Regions from separate parts of the Sus scrofa genome. Here region 1 is linked to region 2. Evidence: chromatin contacts called from public HiChIP or PLAC-seq data. All regions are on one chromosome and are shown on one strand. Each heading gives the region's core, a stretch centred on a gene start, on an enhancer-like site or on the middle of the called end of the contact. The rest is flanking DNA. Distances are from core to core; before and after follow the strand shown. Region 1 overlaps BMPR1A (bone morphogenetic protein receptor type 1A). Region 2 overlaps LDB3 (LIM domain-binding protein 3).

Region 1 (5,429 bases), core at 706-3,205, 170 kb after region 2:
TTACTGTGGCTGTAGTGTAGGCCGGCACCTGCAGCTATAGTTCATCCCCTAGCCTGGGAACTTCCATATACCATTGATGAGGCCCTAAAAGCAAAATGTGTGTATACACACACACACACACACATGCGCACACACACACACACACACACACATATATATGTATGTATATATAGAACTTCTTTCTGAATTTTTAAAACCTGTCCCAAGAAATTGACTATATATATATATATATATATAATATATATATATATAATAACTATATATATTTTATTCTTGGTTATTTGGTGGTTCAGAATTGTTTGCAAATGCAAACATGATTTCAGAAGACAGTTGCCATATGAGAAGAGCAGTAAGAGGAGGACTTCACTTATAAAACATTATCTTACTAGCATATGGATAAAAAGAGAAATCAGTAGAACTGGTTACTAGACCCATAAGTAGATCCAAGTATCTAAAGTGTATAAAGAAAGTTTAGTATATAATAAAGGTAACATTACAGCTAACTGAAATGATCTAAAGAAAAGTTGGCTTGTTCAGTAAATGGATTTGAGAGTAGATAGCTGTATGGACGAAAGTGAAGTTGAATCAATTCCCTACACTGAAATAAATTCTAGACAGATTGGAGCTAGATATAAAGTGAAATGATAAAAATATGAGAACAAACCTTAGATTTTTAAAAAATAATCCCAGAGTTTGGAAGACCCTTCTGAGTCTCACATAAAACCCAAGCAAACAAACAAATAAACCCCTTAAAATAAAAAAAAAAAGATGGTGTCAACTACATAAAAATAAAACTTTACTCTGTGGTAGAAACCACTATAAATGCTCAGAAGACAGACTAATAGTGAAAAATATCAATGGCTTATATTACAAAGAGCTGATTTCTTGAATATACAGAGCTTCTATAAATCAAAAAAATAAATAAATAAATTCAATGGAAAAATAGCCCCCCTAAAAATGAACACATGGTTAATCTAAAAAGAAATACATGTAACTCTTAAAAGAAAAAATAAAAAGATGAATCAAGAATACTCAGAATATGAAAAAAGAAAATACTGTTTGCCACCTATTACACTGGCAGAGATTCAAATGTTTGATAATAGATCTTTTACGCATTTAAATTTTAGAAAGCTGAGACTGATTAAGCATACTTATTTACTTCTGTTGCCCCCACTAAAACTGCAGTAAGAAGTTTTAACTTTTTGGGGAGTTCCTGTTGTGGCTTTAGTGGGTGGAAAACCTGAGTAGCATCCATGAGGATGCAGGTTCAATCCCTGACCTTGCTCAGTGGGTTAAGGATCCAGCGTTGCCGCAAGCTGCAGTGTAGGTTGCAGCTCGGATCTGACTTTGCTGTGGCTGTTGTACAGGCCAGCAGCTGCAGCTCCAATGTGACCCCTAAGCCAGGAACTTCCATATGCTGCAGATGCAGCCATAAAAAAAGGGGTGGGGAGAGTTTAACTTTTTGTCCAACTAGGACAAGGAGACAAAGACAATAGCAGAAAGCTTTGGAATCTGTAAAGCTTATGGATGAATAGTGATTTTATAGACCTAAAAATCTGAATCCCAAGCTAGAAATTGAGAAAGACAAAAAGCAACCAGTTTATACTTCAGAATTCCCCAAGAAGCTCAAGAATTGGCAGTACCACTTATCTCTGGAAGTGAAGTTGAGGGTGGCGGTAAAAACCAAGAGGATTGCTTGAAAGTCTGTTTTTAGAAAGTCAGATGCTGAATTATTTGTGCAATACTGCATTAAGAAATCACTCTGAAACTTAGTGGCTTGTTATCTGTCACTGTTTCTGTGGGTCAGGAATTCAGGAGTGACTTGACTGGGTGGCTCAGGATCTTTAATGACATCCAGTCAAATGTCAGCAGAGGCTGCACTCACATGAAAGCTTGATTGGAGCTGGTAGAGCCCTTTCCAAAATAGCTCACTTCTGAGGCTCATTTGTTGGCAGGAGAACTGAGTTACTCTGATGTGAGTCTCTCTGTAGAGCTGCTTGAGTGTCTCTCTGCATGAAGCCTGGCTTCCCCCACAGAGTGAGTGACCCAGGAGACTAAGGTGGAAGCTGCAATGCTGTTTATGATTTAGACTCAGAAGTCACACCATCACTTCTGCCATATTCTCTTGATGCATGGGTCAGTTCTAGTGCTTTATGGAAGGGAATTAAACAAGAACAAGCACACCAGGAGGTGAGAAATTTTGTGGACCTTTTTTGGATGCCAAGTATCACTGGCTGATAAATTACCACTTTTCTGTTTGACTATTAAGGATGAACATGGTGAATCAGTTTGTCCCCCTGCTTGGCACACAGATGCTTCATTTTGTTGATGTTCACCCACCTCCCCTTGGCCCAGAATGTCTGTTTGGCAAGCAATATCACAGATTAGTTTATCAATTGTAAAGTCCACTTCTGGCTTTATAATCAGCCCACCATCCTCATTACCATTAAGGGACCCCTGATCCCACAGTGGGTTAGATCAATGATTTTAAAATTAAAGTAATTAAAGTAGAAGTTCCCATTGTGGCTTAGCAGAAACGAACCTGACTAGTATCCATGAGGATGTGGGTTCAATCCCTGGCCTTGCTCAGTGGATTAAAGATCCCACATTGCTGTGAGCTATAGTGTATGTTGCAGATGAGGCTCAGATCTGGCATTGCTGTGGCTGTGATGTAGGCCAGCAGCTACAGCTCCAATTCAACCCCTAGACTGGGAACCTCCATACGCCTCAAGTGCAGCCCTAAAAAGACCCCCCCAAAAAAGAAAAAACCAAAAGTAATAGATCTTTGCCTATGCCCTGGAGGCGAGAGAGTTTGCAGGAAAAATGAGATCCACATGTGTATAGAGTTTACATAATTATAAAAATGCAGACATTGAGTATCAGTCTAAACAAATATTATGCTGTAACTTTGAGGATGCAAAGACAGAAGTATTTCTTTTGGGGAAAGGGGTGGGGTCTTAAATGATGAGTTAAATCCTCATCTTCCACAATGTGAAGTCAGTAGTTAAAGCCTAAGACTAAAAAACTGAAACTGTCAATATAGGCACATTATTTAGAAGTAGTAAAGTAAAAGTTAAGCAAATCAGATTAGATTAAGAATGTTTGGTTCTAAGAAGTAAAAAATGGGTAAGAGGAGAAATAAGATATGGGAACTGCTGTTTTGTTACTAAGCCCAAAGAACTGTATAACTTAAAAATAGATGAATGTAAACGATAAAATTAAAGTTCTAAAAGTATTATAGCACAAGGGTGTGGTTGAGAGAGTAGGGAAAAATGGGCACTTGCATATAATAGTGGAGGGAATATAACTCGTATGACTTTCAAGGGGCCGAAAGAGCATCCCGTCAAAATTCCAGATTCAGTTCTAACTTCTAGTCATTTGTACTATAAATGTGCCAGGAAATGTTTTCATTTCAACCTCGTATGAAACAAGACTAGAACAATCTAAGTCGTACCAATAAAGGAATGGTTAACAACTGTGCAGTGGAATAGTGTTTAACCATTAAAAAATGAGACCTTTTATGTACTACTGTGGAGTGAGCCTCCAGATATATTGCTATGTGAAAAAGCAAGATACAGAAAGCTAAGTAGTGAACCAGGGTCAAAACCCAGACACCTGGGTCTGGAATCCATGATCTTAATCATTGCTATTCTGTCAAGGAAATGATTTAAATGGTACCTAGTATTCCTGTTATGAATTTTCCACAACTTAACCCTGACAGCCATATTTTAGTTATTTGCAAAAACTTGTTAATATAAACAGTGCTGCAAAAAGCATTTTTGTGGCATTCCCTGGTGGCTTAGCAGGTTAAGGATCTGGCAATGTCACTGCTGTGGTGCGGATTCCATCCCTAGCCTGTAAACTTATACATGGCTCAGGTGCAGCCAAAAAACCAAAACATTTTTGTATCTCTCCTGTGCAGATATATAAGAATTTCTTGGAGTACCCACTGTGGTGCAGTGGGTTAAGAATCTAACTGCAGCGGCTCAGGTCAGTGGGGAGGCACAGGTTCAGTCCCCATCCCAGCACAATGTGTTAAAAGGATCCAATGTTGCTGCAGTTGTGGCTCGGATTCAATCCATGGCCTGGGAACTTCCATTTACCATGGGTGGAGCCATAAAATTTTTTCTTAATTTTTAAATAAAGAATTTCTTAAAAGTATACCTACTTTAAACTTTAATGTTATCACCAAATTGATCTCCATAGTGGAACAGTTTGTACAGCTAACCAAAAGTGTAATATCACAATGTACATTTCCCCACATTCTAATCCAAATTTGGAACCGTCATATTTTTAGACCTTTGCCAACATTATGGGTGTGAAATAGTAGCTTGTTTTCAATTTGTTTTTCTTTTCTTTTTTTTCCACTAGTTACTTTTCTGAGAACTGCCTATTTGTGGTTTTTGCACATTATTCAACTGGGGTGCTTTATTTTTTTTTTTTTTTCTTATTGATTCACAGTAGTTCTTTTTATAATCTGGGTACTAAATCTTTGGTAATTGTTATAGTAGTCTTTTCTCTGTCATTGTTATGTGATTCCATTTATAGTGTTTTATGTCAGGTTTTATTTTAATCAATCATTTTTTCCCCTTTGACATATGCTTTTGAGTCTCACTTAAGACAACTTTCACAACTCTAATGTTAGAAACACATTTTAAAGGTTTTAAAATTTTCATTCTCTCATTTAGTCCTTTAATCCATTTGGAATTTACAGTAATGGATGAAAATTAAGGAATACATCAAGTTAGATTTGTCTTCCATATGGATAGCCCAGTAAACCTAACCGTTTTCATAATTTTATTTTTAAAACTCTATATGGGTAACTGACTCAAATGGTTTAAAATTCAAAAGGCACAAAAGGATATAGAGTGAAAAATATTCCTCCTGCTCCTGACTCTAAGCCCTCCAGTTCACTTCCCTGTAAGAAACCTGTGATTGGAATTATTTCCAGTTTCTTGGATAATCTTCTGGAGACCATTTATGCATATTCAAACAAAAACGTATACACATTGGTGTTCATCTCCCCTGCTTTTTTTTTCCTTCCAGAAATGATAGTAAACCATATGTGTGACTATAGCTTCAAATATATCTAAAATAAATGTAGCGTAATGTTAATATTTATTAAATTTAAATGGCTTACACGTTGAGTACCTATTAATTTCTACCTTCCTATATGTTTGAAATATTTAATAATTTAAAAATTTTTAAAGAAAAGCCCTCAAAAATATCAGAATGAAGAGAATTTGTTTTCTTTTCCATAAACTCCTTTTTCTTTTTCAAAGTGGAAATGTATTACTCATTTTGATACAAATATATGAACAATAAAATTCTATAAAATTGGGTTATGGTGATCGTTGTACAACTATAAATGTAATAAAATCCATTAATTTAAAAAAAGAGGAAAAAAGAAAATACATATGTAAAGTAGA
Region 2 (5,277 bases), core at 2,226-4,725:
TGGGGAGGCTGGCAGGCGGCCCGGGGAGAAACCGGGATCGTGGACTTGGGCCCCCTCCGCTGTTCTCCTCTGCAGCTCCTGGCCCCGGAGAGGGCGGGGAGCCCGCGTGCGGCCTGGGCCGCAGCCCCGGCGAGGGCTCCTCCGGTCCGAGGGTGGCGTTCGCAGTGGGATCTTATCGCCGGCGCCGAGGCTGGGCGGCCGCTCCCTGGAGCACCTGGGGCTCGGGAGGGGGCTGTGGGCGGAGGGGCCTGGCGCAGGCCGGAGGAGGCTACGTAGGCCCGCGGGCCAGGCGGGGGCCGGCTGTTCTCGGGAGCCGGGCACAACCTGGAATGAGTCAGAAATCACCTTGTTTAATTACATATTCCTAAGCCGCCGAGTGTGATAGGGGCCTTTTGAACTCGCCAATTAGAGATGAAATATCACCTTCTAATTTGGACGGGCTTCATTCCGTCAAGCAGAAATAGCAACAGCCCCGGGCTCTGAGATGGGATATCAGATCTCTCCGGGCACGTCGGGGATGGTATGGCCAGCCAGGTGAAGGGCTGGAGCTGTGAAGCAGTATCCCCGCGCCCCCATCCTCACCTGGGACGCGGTGCTATGGCAGAGAGGAGCTGCCCGCCCGGTCCTCCTCGAATAAGGAAAGGACTTTAGCTGGAGGGGGTTAGGGGAGTAGTTACCTGGGGGCCAAGATGCAGCCCACCGGGGCCCAGATACCAGCATGCTTCTGACCTGCTTAGACCTTTGTGCTGTGGGGGTTTAGAGAAGGGGGGGTTGATCATGGAGTCTGGAAGTCTTCCCAGAGGAGGGAAGAGAATGGCTGCCAGGCAGAGAGAATAGGGTTAGTATTACTGGAGGGAAGCTGGAAAAGTGGGCAAGGGCCAGATGTGGAAAGAGCTTGCTAAAGCCTGTTTTGCTGCCTAGGGAGTGGTTAAGCAGGGAATCTGGAATTGAGTCCTGCTGCCTGAGCTCCAGATTCAGCTAGATGGTTCACTAGCTCTACAACTTTGAGGGAGTCACCTAAGCTCTCCAAGCCTCAATTCCTCATCTGTGAAATGACTTGAAAATACTATCTGCCTCATTGGATTGCATGGAATATTACCTGAAATAATACAAGGGCCTGGCACTTGAAAGCAGTCAGTACTTGGTAACCGTTGTCCTGATTAGGACAGCACTGTCCAGTGACAATACATTTTCTAGTAGCTACATTTTTAAAAAAGTAAAAAGAAGCAGGTGAAATTAATTGCAATGTATTTTATCTAACTCAGTATATTCAAAATACCATTTCAATGTATAAACAATATAAAATTATTAGTGAAATGGGAAGTTTAATAAACCAGAGTTCCCATTGTGGCTCAGTGGGTTAAGAACCCGACTAGTATCCATGAAGATGTGGGTTCGATCCCTGGCCTCACTCAGTGGATCAAGGATCTGGCATTGCTGTGGCTGTGGTGTAGGATGGCAACTGCAGTTCCAGTTCAACCCCTAGCCCGGGAAATTTCCATATGCTGCAAGTGCAGCCTTAAAAACAAACAAAAAAATGATTAATGAGGTATTTTCCTTTCTTGTACCATCTTTGAATTCTGGTGTGTGTTTTATATTTACAGCCCATATTAATTAGGACTAGTTTCATTTCAGGTGCTTAATAGCCACGTAGGGCTGTGTATTGGATGACACAGAATTAGGGCTCTCATTCATAATCCCATTTAGCAGAGGTCCCCCACTTTACAAAAAAAGGAAATAAAAAATCTTGTGCAGAACCCCACTATTCATAACAGCGAGGGATGAAGCCCCTCTTCCTCTTTTCATCACTCCTCCCCCAGCACACTGAGACCCTCTGCTCTGGGCACTTTGCAGCTATGCCATGCTGTTAGGGAGGGTGACAACATTTCAAATATGGGCTTCACAAGTTTACAAAATGCATGGGTAGGCACCCACCCTGTGAGGCAGGCAGGGGTGTCATACTTAGCATCACTGATAAGTAGACTCAGTCCCAGTTCACCTGACTTCAGAGTGTCACATCTCCCCCTCCCTATATCCTATAGTCTCCCTGAGCTGGGCTCCTCAGGGGACCATCAGGCTAAGATGAGCTGACAGTTCATCTGGACCATGAGACCCAGGAGTCACTCTCCTCACCATCCTCACTAACATTTAGTGACACATGCACAGTGCCAGGTACTAAGTAGTTCTTATCTCCCTTAATCCTCATGACAACCCTGTGAGGTACTAACGATTACTACTGCCATTTTTAGACAAGGAAATTCAGGCCTAGAGATGTTAAGGAACTTGCCCAAGGACACAGCCAGGATGTGGTAGGAGCTGGAACCTGAACAATGGCTGTGCTACACACCAGAGCCTGGGGTCTCCTCCAGCTTGGTAGTTACACCTCCATAACATGGTGCACCCAGATCTTCTGGAAATTGGAATGATGTTTTTTACAGAGGCAGCTTGAGGTGATAGAATGATTTTGGAGACTCTGCCACTTACTGTCTCTGTCTGAGCTTCAGTGACCTCAGCTGTAAAAAGAACTAACCCAGATGACCTGTTGTTATGTGCCTCTTAGTAAGTGGACAGAAGATTCCTTCTGAGAAGGTTTTACCTTTGGAAACCAGCAACACTCCCAGGATGGTTTCAGTGGCACAGGCCTGGACCCTATGCATTCCCAGCACTGGGGTTTCCAAGTTACCCAACTCTGAACAGCCAGTCATCTGGGAGTAGAAGGTAGTAGAGTTGGAGCAGCAAGCCACAGGCCATCGAAGGTAGACCCGGGGAACCAGGTGGGAGAGACCAGAGGCCAGGCCAGGACTTTTTGCCCTGAAAATAACCGACCCTCCTTTCTAAGCTGGAGCCTGACAGGAGCTGCCTCAGCATAGGCTCTTCACCAGGCCAGACTCAAGAATCAGGTGGGGACAATGAGGCCTCTTTCCAGAGGAGCAGACTGGGAGATGAGGAGAGACTTCTGGATCTGCCCTCCCTAGAAGGGGAAGCTGGCAGGACCATGTGTGCCAGATGCAGCTGGGTCTGCCCCAGGTAGGGTTTGCAATGGGAGGCAGCAGAACTTAGAAGTCTGGGTTTTGAGGGCCCAGGCCTGGGACAGCTTTGAGTGAGCAGCTGCTATGCCTCTTTGTGTTGCTGCCCTAAAAAGGTGTTCAGCTCTCAGTGAGCTGGAGAAGGGAGTTCCAGAAGTGGGACAGTGCATTCTCCTCCTGCCCTCGGTTTCTTCCGTAACCTCTACACAGTATCAGACACACTCTCAGTTTCCACCACAGTAATGTAGGGGAGCTTGGGTCCCCCAGAGGCAGTCACAGGCTGAGGGAGCAGCTAGGCCTGGGCTGGGTCACCCCAGCATCTGTACCCAGGTCCCCTCTGAATGACTCCTTCAAGACCCCTCAACCCTGAGTCAAACCAAAATACTGTGTGTCCCCCCCCCCCCCCCAGTATAAGTCAAGCCAAGAAACCTGAAACCTGAACTTGAAAACCTAACTGCGTGGTCATCTGGAAGGCTGGACTCAGTCCAGGCTCAGCAAATGCATGCCACTGAGGCATTTCAGATGTCAAATCACTGGTCAGAGTGCAACCGAAAGCATCTTCTAGTCAAGGCCAAGGCTGACCCACTTCCACCCTCTTCCCAGCCGAGGGGATCCAGATATGAACCTTGCCCGGCACCCCCTGCCCCCCACTGCCTTCTCTTGCAGGCCTCTAGCAGCCAAGGCCTGACTGCCCCACCCCACACAGCTGCAGATATTTTTAGCTCTATTCCTTCCCAGCCCTGTCCAAGCTCCCAGGGCTCTGCTCTGATGACTCTTTATCTCCCTTGGCTCCCTGCTGCAAATTCAAATTGAGGCCATCAAGAAGTGCAGGGATGTGTCTCCTGCAAAAATTGGAACTGGGCTGCTCTAATATTAAACTTGTCTTTTACAGTTCTCTGGCTGGGTGTGGAGGAAGTTGGGAGAAATGAATTCCTGACACTTGTTTCTTTGGGTATTTTTGGCTTGCAGTGCCTGCATCTACCTACAGCCCATCCCCAGGGGCCAATTACAGTCCCACCCCCTACACCCCTTCCCCTGCCCCTGCCTACACCCCCTCCCCTGCCCCCACCTACTCCCCCTCACCTGCACCAGCCTATACCCCTCACCAGCCCCAAGCTATAACCCCACGCCCTACAGTGGGGGCCCTGCGGAGTCTGCCAGCCGCCCCCCATGGGTGACAGATGACAGCTTCTCTCAGAAGTTTGCCCCGGGCAAAAGCACCACCTCCATCAGCAAGCAGAGCCTGCCCCGAGGGGCCCCTGCCTATACCCCACCGCTGCAGGGTCCCCAGGTGTCCCCCCTTGCCAGGGGTACTGTCCAGAGGGCCGAGCGCTTCCCAGCCAGCAGCCGGACTCCGCTCTGTGGCCACTGCAACAGCATCATCCGGTAAGATCCGCTGTTTCCCCTGGCTGGGGCGCTGGGAAGATAGGGGGATGGGAGGGCAGGTGTAGGGAGAGGACTGCGTGCAGGGCAGACCTGAGGCTGGTGGTCTGACACCTTCTGGTCTGACCCTCTCTGAGGTTTAGCTTCCATACCTATGGGACACGCACATCCCTGGGAAGTTGGGAGAATTCCATGAGGTAAGTGGGTGAAGCTCTCAGCGCAGTGCCTGTGCCAGCTCCATCCCCTCAGGCTAAGGCTGGGTTCTGAGAATCTCAGGTCTGGCTGGTAGGTTTATTGGGCATGTTGCAAGCTGGCAGACAGTGCTGGTTTGACCCAGCTTTCCTTTAGGGTTGCTTCTGGGTCTTTCCACAGACAGGCCCATGCTGCTCAGGGCTTTGGTGGGCATCTGCCACACTAAAAGGAAAACAAGTCATTTCATGTGTAGAAGCCAAGGATCATGGGTGGGGCTTGTTTGGATACAGTATGTTTATAGTATGTGCATGTGTGTGGGGGCCAAACTGATATATGTAAACAGTATACTTTCATTTAAAAACAAAGTATCATTAGAGAGAATATACTTATTAGAAAAGAATTAGAAAATTCCGAAAAGTGAAAACTAAAACATAAAGCATTTCCACTGTTATGAGTACTATTCTGGAACCAGATTTGTGTCCTGGGCCTGTAGTCCTATAGCCTTGAACAATTTAACCTCTCTGTGCCTCAGCTTCCTTATCAGAAAAAGGGTATCATAATAGTACCTGCTTCATAGGATTGTTGTGAGAATTAAGCATATTAATAAATGCAAATTTCTTCTTGAGTAGTGCCTGGCACAGAGTGAACGCTTAATAAGTGCTAGCCATCAGCACCG

Evidence for each region. HiChIP or PLAC-seq counts read pairs in DNA pulled down with a chosen protein or histone mark.
Region 1: a contact with region 2 is called in an H3K27ac HiChIP or PLAC-seq map of skeletal muscle, with 12 times the contacts expected there. The contact joins two enhancer-like sites. A contact is called at or near these places in 1 of 5 promoter capture datasets (liver), 22 of 47 Hi-C or Micro-C datasets (alveolar macrophages, brain, embryonic fibroblasts and 12 more) and 2 of 2 datasets of contacts at active chromatin or transcription factors (alveolar macrophages and skeletal muscle).

What each region holds. Positions count from the first base shown.
Region 1 is chr14:87,870,531-87,875,959 of Sscrofa11.1, forward strand. The region is part of intron 5 of BMPR1A (bone morphogenetic protein receptor type 1A); the gene reads left to right. Among named protein-coding and RNA genes, the nearest start is that of BMPR1A, 18 kb to the left of the region's middle. Within about 2 kb of position 1,956, at least 3 of the 83 cell types and tissues checked have an H3K27ac peak or open chromatin away from gene starts, as enhancers often do. A contact at or near this core is called in skeletal muscle, where this site is marked.
Region 2 is chr14:87,700,721-87,705,997 of Sscrofa11.1, forward strand. LDB3 (LIM domain-binding protein 3) reads left to right here. Exons shown (of 15, transcript XM_005657425.3): 10 at 3,996-4,127; 11 at 4,130-4,412. Among named protein-coding and RNA genes, the nearest start is that of LDB3, 42 kb to the left of the region's middle. Within about 2 kb of position 3,476, at least 8 of the 83 cell types and tissues checked have an H3K27ac peak or open chromatin away from gene starts, as enhancers often do. A contact at or near this core is called in skeletal muscle, where this site is marked.